Linked DNA regions of Zea mays: region 2 is linked to region 1. The links are chromatin contacts, called in public Hi-C maps. All regions are on one chromosome and are shown on one strand. Each heading gives the region's core, a stretch centred on a gene start, on an enhancer-like site or on the middle of the called end of the contact. The rest is flanking DNA. Distances are from core to core; before and after follow the strand shown.

What was found. A called contact is a pair of places that touch in the nucleus more often than the background predicts.
Region 2: a Hi-C map of ear shows a contact between it and region 1, with 4 times the contacts expected there. The contact joins the enhancer-like site here to the promoter of LOC103638195 in region 1. A contact is called at or near these places in 4 of 25 Hi-C or Micro-C datasets (bundle sheath, ear and leaf).

Annotation. Positions count from the first base shown.
Region 1 is chr1:119,499,808-119,505,196 of Zm-B73-REFERENCE-NAM-5.0, forward strand. LOC103638195 (alpha-mannosidase) reads right to left here and starts at 2,544. Exons shown (of 29, transcript XM_008661190.4): 1 at 1,967-2,544; 2 at 1,797-1,880. The coding sequence starts at 2,173.
Region 2 is chr1:119,740,317-119,745,376 of Zm-B73-REFERENCE-NAM-5.0, forward strand. No RefSeq gene overlaps it. Among protein-coding and RNA genes, the nearest start is that of LOC109943671, 34 kb to the left of the region's middle. Within about 2 kb of position 3,230, at least 13 of the 20 cell types and tissues checked have an H3K27ac peak or open chromatin away from gene starts, as enhancers often do. A contact at or near this core is called in ear and leaf, where this site is marked.

The sequences.
Region 1 (5,389 bases), core at 1,294-3,793:
CCTTGACCGCTAGAGCAACTTGATCCGCGCTTCGAAGCTGCCTTTGAAAAATTCTGTTATTTCTTTCCAGCCAAAGGTTCCACCAAAAATGAATTAGGAGACCGTCGAATCCTCTTCTGGTCTGTCTGGTGTAGAGGTTGCGCAATTCCATCCACCAATCATATAAAGAAATGTCATTGGAAGACCCTGTCAGCAAAGGGACGTTGGCCCCAATCCAAACTTTGTTCCACACCTCTCTACTAAAGGGGCAATCCTTGCACAAGTGGAGGATTGTTTCTGGGGCTGAGTTGCAGAGACAGCAAACTGGATTACATGGCCAGCCTCTTTTTTGAAGGTTGTCGGCCGTCAGAATTCTCTTATGGAGAAGAGTCCAAGCAAAAAATCTGCACTTCGGTTCCACTTTAGCCTTCCAAATGGGGCCTAGATTCATACTACTGAAATTGGATGCGAACTGGATTTTATAAGCACTACAAGCACTGTACTGCCCATCTGCCGTCCATCTCCAAGAGATGGTGTCTTCTAGCCCGTTAAGCTCATGCATATTACCTATGGCCCGCCAAAGAGAGATCAACTCTCCAAACTCCCCCTCCCCCGTATACGGTGAGCAAAGACGAATCCAGTTGTTGTTATTGAGCGCTTTGGCCACTGTGATGTTCTTCCTTTTGGTCTTCTTGAACAATGAAGGCGCAATGTTCTTAGGGGCCTGGCCTTGAATCCAACTAGACTTCCAGAATTCAGCCACCTTTCCATTGCCTACCGTGACAGTTGTGGAAGCGTTGAAGAGATCTTCATCAGTTTTGTCACAAGGAAGCTTCAAGGCAGCCCACGCCCTATCTTTGCTCTTCCAACGTAGCCACGACCATCTTAATCTTAGCCCCCTCGCAAAACGATCAAGGTCCAGCACACCAAGTCCTCCCTTGTCCTTTGGGAGGCAAGTTAGGGGCCAGTTGATGAGGCAGTGCCCCCCGCTGCAGGCTTCTGGATTGCCCCCTTTCCACAGGAAGTTTCTACGCATTTTGAGTTTGTGTTTTTGGCTTAGTCATAGTTTTGTGGGGTGTCCTTGTATTTTAAACCTCGTCCTTGGGCTCCCCTCTTTTTAATATAACGGGCAGATCTCCTACTGGTTCGTTTCAAAAAAAAATTCGATTGGTCTGCAGTGGAGCAATCAAACGATCGTTGTCAACCTCAAATCGATGTGGAGCGAATCATATCGTCTCATGGTGGAAAATGTGGAAAGTACAACGGTGCAGAAGTATGGTATGGAATATGGATCAGTCACACACGAGAAGGTTGCATCTTCTTCTTCCCTTTGTTTTGGTGCGTGTGTGGGTCAAAGGCTGAAAGCTTCTAGGACCACAATGAATGGTCTGGACCGGAGGTAAAAAAAAAAGATGAGTTGAAGCTATCTATATTTGATCGATGTCGATATAGACTAGGTCATAGAACAAAACAGAAGCAGAAGCAGTCAGCAGAGAAAGCAGACCACGGGTTGAATCCAAATGACGTGCACCCTCCGTGTCCTCTTGTACTTGTCATCACATCAAAATACTGTGGTCCAACAATGTGCACACGGACGGCGAAAACTTGAAACTCTAATCGATTAATTAATGGCGTACAAGTACAAGCACGTTTTGGCTTGAATCTGACTATCTTTTCTAGCACAAGTATCGAACCAAACTTTGACTGCAAAGAAAGCACGCGAGCATTGTAACTGCCGAGGCGACAAAACAGAGGAGCGGAGGGCGATGCAACACAAGCGCTGTGACTTGTAGACGGCAAGTCAAGGCACCACTGACCTGCTCGACGACGACGAACTTGCGGGCGGGATCCCTGGCGAGCGCGTCCACCACGGAGTCGAGGGTGTTCATCACGCACGCGCCCTGCATCCCCCAGGATCAGGTGAGAACCGAGAAGAAAGCCGTTGAGGCCGGAGCATGGCGGCGCAGGAAGCAGGATATGCATATACCTGGATGCTGTTGTTGGAGCCGACATAGTACTGGTCGACGGTCTTGAGCCACCCGACGTCGTCGTGGGAGTGAGGCACCAGGTGCACGTTCAGCTTCCCGGCCACCACCGTCGCGTTGTTGGACGCCACGGCGAACGCCGACGCCGTCGCCGCTGCCACCGCCGCGAGCACTAGCACTGCCAGCAGAATCGCCGGCGCCATCACCATCACGGCCGCTGATGGCTTGCCCGGCCGGCCCCGACGATGACGAGCGCAGAACGGAACGGGCAGTGGAGTGGGAGCTGGCTGGCCGACAATGCGGACGAACCTTTGGGTTTGGGTATTGGTTTCTTCGCTCTTGGAGTTGGAGATTGGAGTTGGCGTTTGGTTTGCACCGGCACCGGGCGTGGGCGTCGTTGAGCTCACGGTGGGCTCTGGGCTGGGCTCCGCCTCAGTCAAAAGAGCGGGACCGGCTTGTGCTGCGACAGGCTTGGTATATCGTATTTATATATACACACAGATAGACATTTTGTTTACAATACATAAATAAATAAAGTTTATAAATGAGATACGCGCAGGGTACGATGCCCAATGACTATATTATTATCAATCGTAAGGTATATATTCTGGTCCATTTTGGTAGCTAACGCATCTTGTCCACATGTACGTGTACGGCGGACTGATTTATGGACTAGTGACACGTGAACCGGCCGGGCGGCCGGCAGGCACAAAACAATTTCATCCTTATCTGTAGACTGCAGCGTAGCATGGGAGCAACACCACTATTTGGCTTTAATTCGTATCGGCTTCTAGTATTTCTGAATAGCTAACTTTAATCCAAAACGATTTAATCCAAAACGAATATATGAAGAACCAATGAGACGACTAATATGAATAGGAGCCACTAAAATTCCCCATTTTCTCCCTATATACACGTCATACCCCACCAAGAGATATGCAGAGTTGTACATCGATCGGATAGTGTGTTTACACGGAATACCTCGGACAATTATCTCAGATCAGGGAGCTCAATTTGTGGTAGATTTTGGGAGCAGCTACAAGACTCACTGGGCACCAAGCTGATTAGAAGCTGAGCATACCATACTCAAACTAATGGCCAAACAGAGAGAGTGAATCATATTCTTGAGGATATGTTGAGAGCTTGCGTGATACACTGTGTCTATCGCTAGTAGAATTCTCCTACAATAACAGTTATCAAGCTAGTTTGAAAATGACACCATTTGTCGAACACCCCTTAACTGGTCACGGGTTGGAGAAAAAGAAATCTTTGGACCAAAATTGGTTACCGAAGCCGAAGAAAAGGTCAGAATAATCAGAAAAAATTTAGAAGTTGCTCAAGCCAGGCAAAAGAGCTATCATGACAAAAGAAGAAAACCTCTATAGTTTGAAGTAGAAGATCATGTTTATCTTAAACTCTCACCCACCAAAGGTGTGCAAAGATTCGGGATTAAAGATAATTTAGCCCCTCGCTATTGGATCTCATGAGATCATAGAAGCATGTGGATCGGTAGCTTATAAGCTAAAGCTACCACCTAATATATCTGCAATACACAATGTGTTTGTAACGCCCTTAATTTCGGGTATAAAATTTCTTCTCTAATTGTCTACCAAATTCAGGTGTTACCTCTTCTCTCTCTAGACTTCCTCTCTCTTCCTTTTGATTAGAGTTAAGTCAATTAGGTGAGAGATTAATTATTTATTTTATCAAAACCCTATGTGATTCATGAAATGTTGCATCATGCTGAGCCTAAATTATTCTTTTGTTTGATGCACATGTTTGAATTAGTTTGAATTTGAGTTTTGTTTGAATTTGATTTGAAATCCATAGAGAAAAATAAAAATAAAAGGCATTAGAAATTCCAGGGAAAAAGAAAAGCGCATTTCAGCCCAGTTCGGCACAATCCAGCCTAGCCAGGCCGCGCGCGCCCGCGTCGCCTGACAGGTGGGTCCCACCTGTAGCGACGACCGCGTCCACGCGCTCTCTCCCTCTCTCTTCCGTGCTGCTCGGTGGGACCGACCTGTCGGCGCCGATTCTTTCGCGCATGCGCTCATTCTCTCTTGCTGCACGGTGGGTCCGCTCTGTCAGCGCTGACCGTCCGTTCACGCGTTCGCCTTTGCTGGCTCGTGAAAGTCGCCTAGAGGGGGGGTGAATAGGGCGAAACTGAAATTCTTAAAAATAATCACAACTACAAGCCGGGTTAGAGTTAGAAATATAATCGAGTCCGCGAGAGAGGGTGCAAAACAAATCGTGAGCGAATAAGAAGTGAGACACGAGGATTTGTTTTACCGAGGTTCGGTTCTCGCAAACCTACTCCCCGTTGAGGTGGTCACAAAGACCGGGTCTCTTTCAACCCTTTCCCTCTCTCAAACGGTCCCTCGGACCGAGTGAGCTTTTTCTTCTCAAATGCTTGGAACACAAAGTTCCCACAAGGACCACCACAAGATTGGTGTCTCTTGCCTCAATTACATGTGAGTTTGATCGCAATAAAGAATCAAAGAAAGAAGAAAGCAATCCAAGCGCAAGAGCTCAAAAGAACACAACAAATCACTCTCACTAGTCACTAAAGCTTTTATGGAATTGGGAGAGGATTTGATCACTTGGGTGTGTCTTGTATTGAATGCCTAGCTCTTGTAAGTGGTTGGAAGTGTGAAAACTTGGATGACTTGAATGTGGGGTGGTTGGGGTATTTATAGCCCCAACCACCAAACTAGCCGTTTGGTGGTGGCTGACTGTCGTATGGTGCACCGGACAGTCCGGTGCACACCGGACATGTTGAAAGGGAAATGTGCCCTTGGGCCATTTCTAAGTGTTTTGGTGATTTAGTGTCTAAGCAAGTGCTTAAATGTAAAATGGTGGACAAAGTACAAACCAAGGATAAAGGTATGTTTCTCAGACTTAGTACATTGTTTTGTGGACTAATGTATTGTGTCTAAGTGCTGGAAACAGGAAAAATCCAATTGGAAATGTCTTGGCTCGAGCAGCCAAGAATCTGCTCATTCTGGGAGCACCGGACTGTCCGGTGGTGCACCGGACAGTGTCCGGTGCGCCAGACTGGATCGAGCGAAGTGGCCGCTCTCGGGAATTCACCGGCGACGTACGGCTATAATTCACCGGACTGTCCGGTGTGCACCGGACTGTCCGGTGAGCCAACGGTCGGCCGAGCCAACGGTCGGCCGCGCGATCTGCGCGGGACATGTGGCCGAGCCAACGGCTAGAAGGGGGCACCGGACTGTCCGGTGTGCACCGGACATGTCCGGTGCGCCAACGGCTCTCTGGCTGCCAACGGTCGACTTCGTTGAAAAAGGAAAGAAATCGGGCACCGGACACTGTCCGGTGTGCACCGGACTGTCCGGTGCGCCACGCGACAGAAGGCAAGAATTGCCTTCCCAGATTGTTCTCAATGGCTCCTAGCTGCCTTGGGG
Region 2 (5,060 bases), core at 1,980-4,479, 240 kb after region 1:
AACAATGTTGAGGCGCTCACGGAGCTTGGAGTTGAGACCCCTTCGAAAAGGTCCCTCTTCTTCTCATATGAATCTGCATGATAACCCGCATATTGGCACAGGTCGTTGAAGGCCTTGACATATTGTAGCACGGTGCGGGTTCCCTGAGTCAGTGCCAAGAACTCATTAAGCTTGCAATCCAGTATCCTTGCAGGAATGTGGTGTCCTCTGAAAGTCGTCTTGAATTCCTCCCATGTCACCATGTGGTCAGCGGGTAACATGGCGTGCAAATGGTCCCACCACGTCCTTGCAGGTCCATGGAGCTACTGTGCGACAAAGCGAGTCCTCACGGCGTCAGGGCACGCTCCTGAGAGGAGTGGGAACTTATACTCCACAACACTGAGCCACACATCGGCGTCCAGCGAGTCCTCCACCTTGGTGAACAACGGCGGTTGGGTGCTCAAGAACTCCTTATATGTAGCTGCAGCTGGTGGGCGTTGCTGCTGGCCTCCACCAAACTGCTGAGGGTAGGGCTAGCGCTGCACTAGCTGCCGCAGGATCTCATTTCACTGAGCCATAAGTTCCTGCATCATGGGAGCTAGGGGAGGTGGCGGGGGAACTTGCTCGTTTTGCCCACGACGAGGTCTAGCTGCCATCTAAAACAGAAATTCTGTCTTTGTTATGTCGATTCATGGTTCCAAATAGAGACTTTATATCATGAGAAGAAAAATGACATAAAATTATATCAAACCAAACGATGATAATCATTCATTCATTCATTGCATCGTCCATAAAAGTTTTTTCTGGGTTACAACACATTAGGGGATCCACCCTAAAGCCTAGTTCCAAAGTTGGTACCAAAAACTAAGCTTACGTGGTTTTCCCACTCTCCTAACATGTTAAGTCTAACCCATCTAACCATGATTGGTAGAGACAATGCTGGATGCAGGTGAAGGGGGCACTCCGAAGGGAGCCACGTTCAGACCGGAAGCTGGCTCTATTTCCTCGAGATCCTCCTCTCCCTTGCTGCCTACCTCATTAGGGTTCATGTCTTGGTGGTGCATTTCTAGGTGAGCGTTGGCCTCCGCAAGCTCTTCCTGCACATCATGGAGTTGGATTTCTAGGATATCGATGTTGTTATCCTGGATTTCCACCTGCTGCTCCAGAGTCAGGATGCGCTGGTTCATCTGTTCCACCTATAGGTCTTTCTCCACCAGTTTTGAAGACAAGTCGATATGAAGTCCTCCCGATTGTCGAGGGTGATCTTTGTAGCCTGAGCGAGCCTAGTGAGGTGTGTCATGGCGTCGCCTTGCAAGGCCTGCAAGCAGTACAGTGCTCCAGAGTCAGGATGCACTGGACGGTGATCCTCCCAACCTGGTCGGGATGCATGGCTCACACATCATTTGCGTGACTCACTCTGTTGCACCACATTGGGTCATCCCTCTTCTCGGCGGGGAAGAGTCCAAGTGGGTGCATCATCATCTCTAGGGGGTGATATCCGCAGAAGGTTGTCAGAGCTTTTAGTGTTGTGGTCTCAGTGGTGTCGTCCGCCCTGAATCTGACAGTCTCGGAATCTAGGGAACGCCACCCAGGCTACAGAAGGTGAAACTCCAGGGTCAGCCACACCCTGCAACGTGGCACTCGATGCTCCTCGTACAACTGCACCGTGTACAGAGGGGTGTGGGGTATCCAGTGGAGCAGAGTACTTCCCACAAGATAGAGGGAAAGCCTGTAACACCTCAAAATCTCATTTTGAGAATTAGGTAAAAAAATTTCCAAAGATCTTGAATTAGAATTTTTTTTAGAATTCCCATAACTTTTGAAGTCACGTCTCCTAAAATAAAAGTTTTATAATAAAGATTCAATAAAAGATTCTTCTATAAATTATCTTTTGTTGAAATGTATAAGAACATCTTCTAATAAGTAATCATACACTAGAAACTATTTGTCTTAAAATAATTATATGTGTGCTACATATCCAAAAACATTTTCTTATGTAGGATAATAAATAGATGAATAAATAAAATAAAATGAATACTTGCATCTCATGTTGGATATTTTGTCTGTTTGTTGTGAATTTTATCAAAGTCTAAAACCTAGAATAAAAATTTGAAGTTGGGATTTAAAACTGAAATCGGAAAATGAGAAACAAAAAAGGATAAAACTACTACTCCAGACGTACCACATAGGAGACGTGAATTTCCACTTTCTTTATTCACCTAGACGAAGCTTATGTCATGTTGATGCAAGGAGTGACGTCATCATGCAAATTCAAGCCAGCACGTTGGCGAGCGCGCGTGGGCTCCTGTTGCTCACGTTGTTATTCATCTCGTGCCGCGAAACAAACATCAACAGAAAATCCAGAGATCGTAACAAACCGAGCAGTTGTAACCACCTAACCGACGTCCGCCTCGGCCGGGACTCGGCACCTTCGGTGTATTTATACGACCAGCCGAGCCATCCCTCCAAATCCCCAGTTCTTCCAAAAAAACGTTGCGTTCTGCATCCTCATGCAAGCGCCATCGCATGGGAGATAGAAGAGAGAGAGAGAGAGGGCGTACGCTGCGACTCCCGTTCTGCTGCTGTTCGAGGGAGATGTCCATGGAACAATCGACGCGTCGCACTGGGAGCCGAAGAACCAAACAGGTGATGGCGCCGGCACTGTCTTCCCTGCGCTACGGCAATAGCCTCTCGGTGGTGAGCATCTTCGCGCGCGACGGCCGTGCTCTACGGGGGCATCTACCGTACCATCGCAGACTGCCCGGGAACGACCCCACCGACTGCTCCATGATCTTCCGCTACTTCCTCTGCTCCATGACCATCCGAACCAACCTCCAAAAACTGCTTGACTTCGCCCCGCCAGCACCGTTCCCACCCGTTGAAGCTTCATGGTGCTCCTCGACCGGGCCCAAGCAAACAAGCTCACCGGCGGGCGGGACGCTGGCGGCATCCACCAAGGCCGGCTCTAGACTAGCCTCTCCGCGTGCCTCCTTGTCTACCGGTGCTGCGGTGGCGGCGCCAACGAGCTTTCCCCCGTGCTGGTGCCTGCTCCCAGGTGTCGGGCGGATGGGAGGATGACGGTGGCTGGATCGTGGATTCTGGGTTGTGCGGCTGTGATGAGAACACGCATACCCCTTTCGTGTATCCTGATCTGGTCTGTCGGATTGGGATCGGACGGGATAGAGTGCATCATCGGCGTGGACAATTGTTAACCATGGATCTCGGAACCGGTGGCCCGTATTCAATACTGGTTCATCAGTGAGGTAAATCTAATCCGAGCACTCGGATTGTAATCCAACGGCTACAAGATGACCCATACCCCTTCAGCCGACCCGTTTTACAAAAGAGCCCTTACACTTTCCAGAAAACAACCCGCAGTTCCGCGGCAGTATAGTTTGAGTCTGGGCCACTTTTGCGTTATTGCCCCTGGACTCTTGTGATAACTTGTGCGCAGTTCAGAAATTAGTAAAAATGAATAAATGATTTCGAAAATTGATTTTTTAGTATATAAATAATTCCAGAAACTCGTTTAATTCATATAAAATTCATATTAAGTCCAAATTAACCCATTCTAGTTCCTATAATTTTGTAATATTGTTGTTTATCAAATAGTGCCACTGTTGTGACATGAAAGCCACATTAAAATTTATCTCTTAATTAATCCTGTATCAACCACATGAAACATTTGGAAATTCATAACTTAAAATCCATAACTCTAAAATTAAATAATTCCTGTTCCAGTGATCTCATTTTAATATGTAGATTATTAATATGTATTTTGTTCTTATGTTTGGTGTGATGTTAATTTTGCTTATACCATGTATGTCTGTATTGCTACATTTAGCGGTGAGGACACGTGTCATCTGAAGAGCAAGTTGGTACCTGGAATCTCACGTCCCAGGCAAGTTGTGCCCTTGATCACTTCTTTTTACCCACTCATGTTCTAATTAATCATAATGATCTGCATAGGTTAATTTTGATGGGACCCAATAGGTCACCCTAGTTTGTCTATCTTTATACCTTGTTTACCACTGAACTTTTTGGGTAGTACTTGCTAGTGCTTTATGTGGTTTTGGGTATGAAGATACATTATTCATGATTATACCTTTGTTATCCGTTGTTATTTACTGTTCATGATAAGATCATTATGTTAATTGGAACATGGAGCGACCACCCGGGAAAACAGTGCGACCACAAGGGTTTATGGACGCCCTTGGCTGATTAATTAGGAAAGCTAGTGGAAGACTACCTTACCCGAAAGGGGCAAGGGCAGTAGGGGAGTGGTCAGTGTAGGGAGGTCCTTGGTTGATTTTGCTGCGATGGCGGTCAGGAAAGAACCCTGCATTGGAGCTTCCTATAAACTGTAGCGGGTTTTCTGAAGCTAGTGGAACTTTGTAAAGGCCTCGTAGTGTTACCCTGCCTCGCCTCCTCGGTAGAGATGTATGGGAAGTCGCGATCCCTTGGCAGATGGGTAACATGACTTGTGGGTAAAGATGCGCAACCTCTGCAGAGTGTAAAACTGGTATACTAGCCGTGCTCACGGTCATGAGCAGCTCGGACCCTCACATGATTAATTTATGGAACTTAAATTCAATTTGTCATATGCATTGCATCGCAGGTGATGTTGTTACTTTTGTTCTACTACTTAAATTGGGTTGGTATTTACTTATACTTAGTAATTGCTAATAAAATTTTGACCAACTTTAAAAGCAATGCTCAGCTTCAACCATCCTCTTTGGTAAGCCTTACACTTCATGAGCTCCCACCTTTGGCGGGTTCATGCACATTATTCCCCACAACTTGTTGAGCGATGAACGTATGTGAGCTCACTCTTGCTGTCTCACACCCCCCCACAGGTCAAGAACAGGTACCACAGGATGAGGCGCATGGAGGATGCTGCGATGAGTTCGTGAGAGATCTAGGCCGTCGTCTCCCAGTCAACTTTGGGTTGCTGGACCGTTGTCTCCTTATAATGTAATTATCTATTTATTTTGTATAGAACTCCTGTTATGTAGTAAAGATGTGACATTCGATCCTATGCCATGATTCATCATATGTGTGAGACTTGGTCCTAGCACACC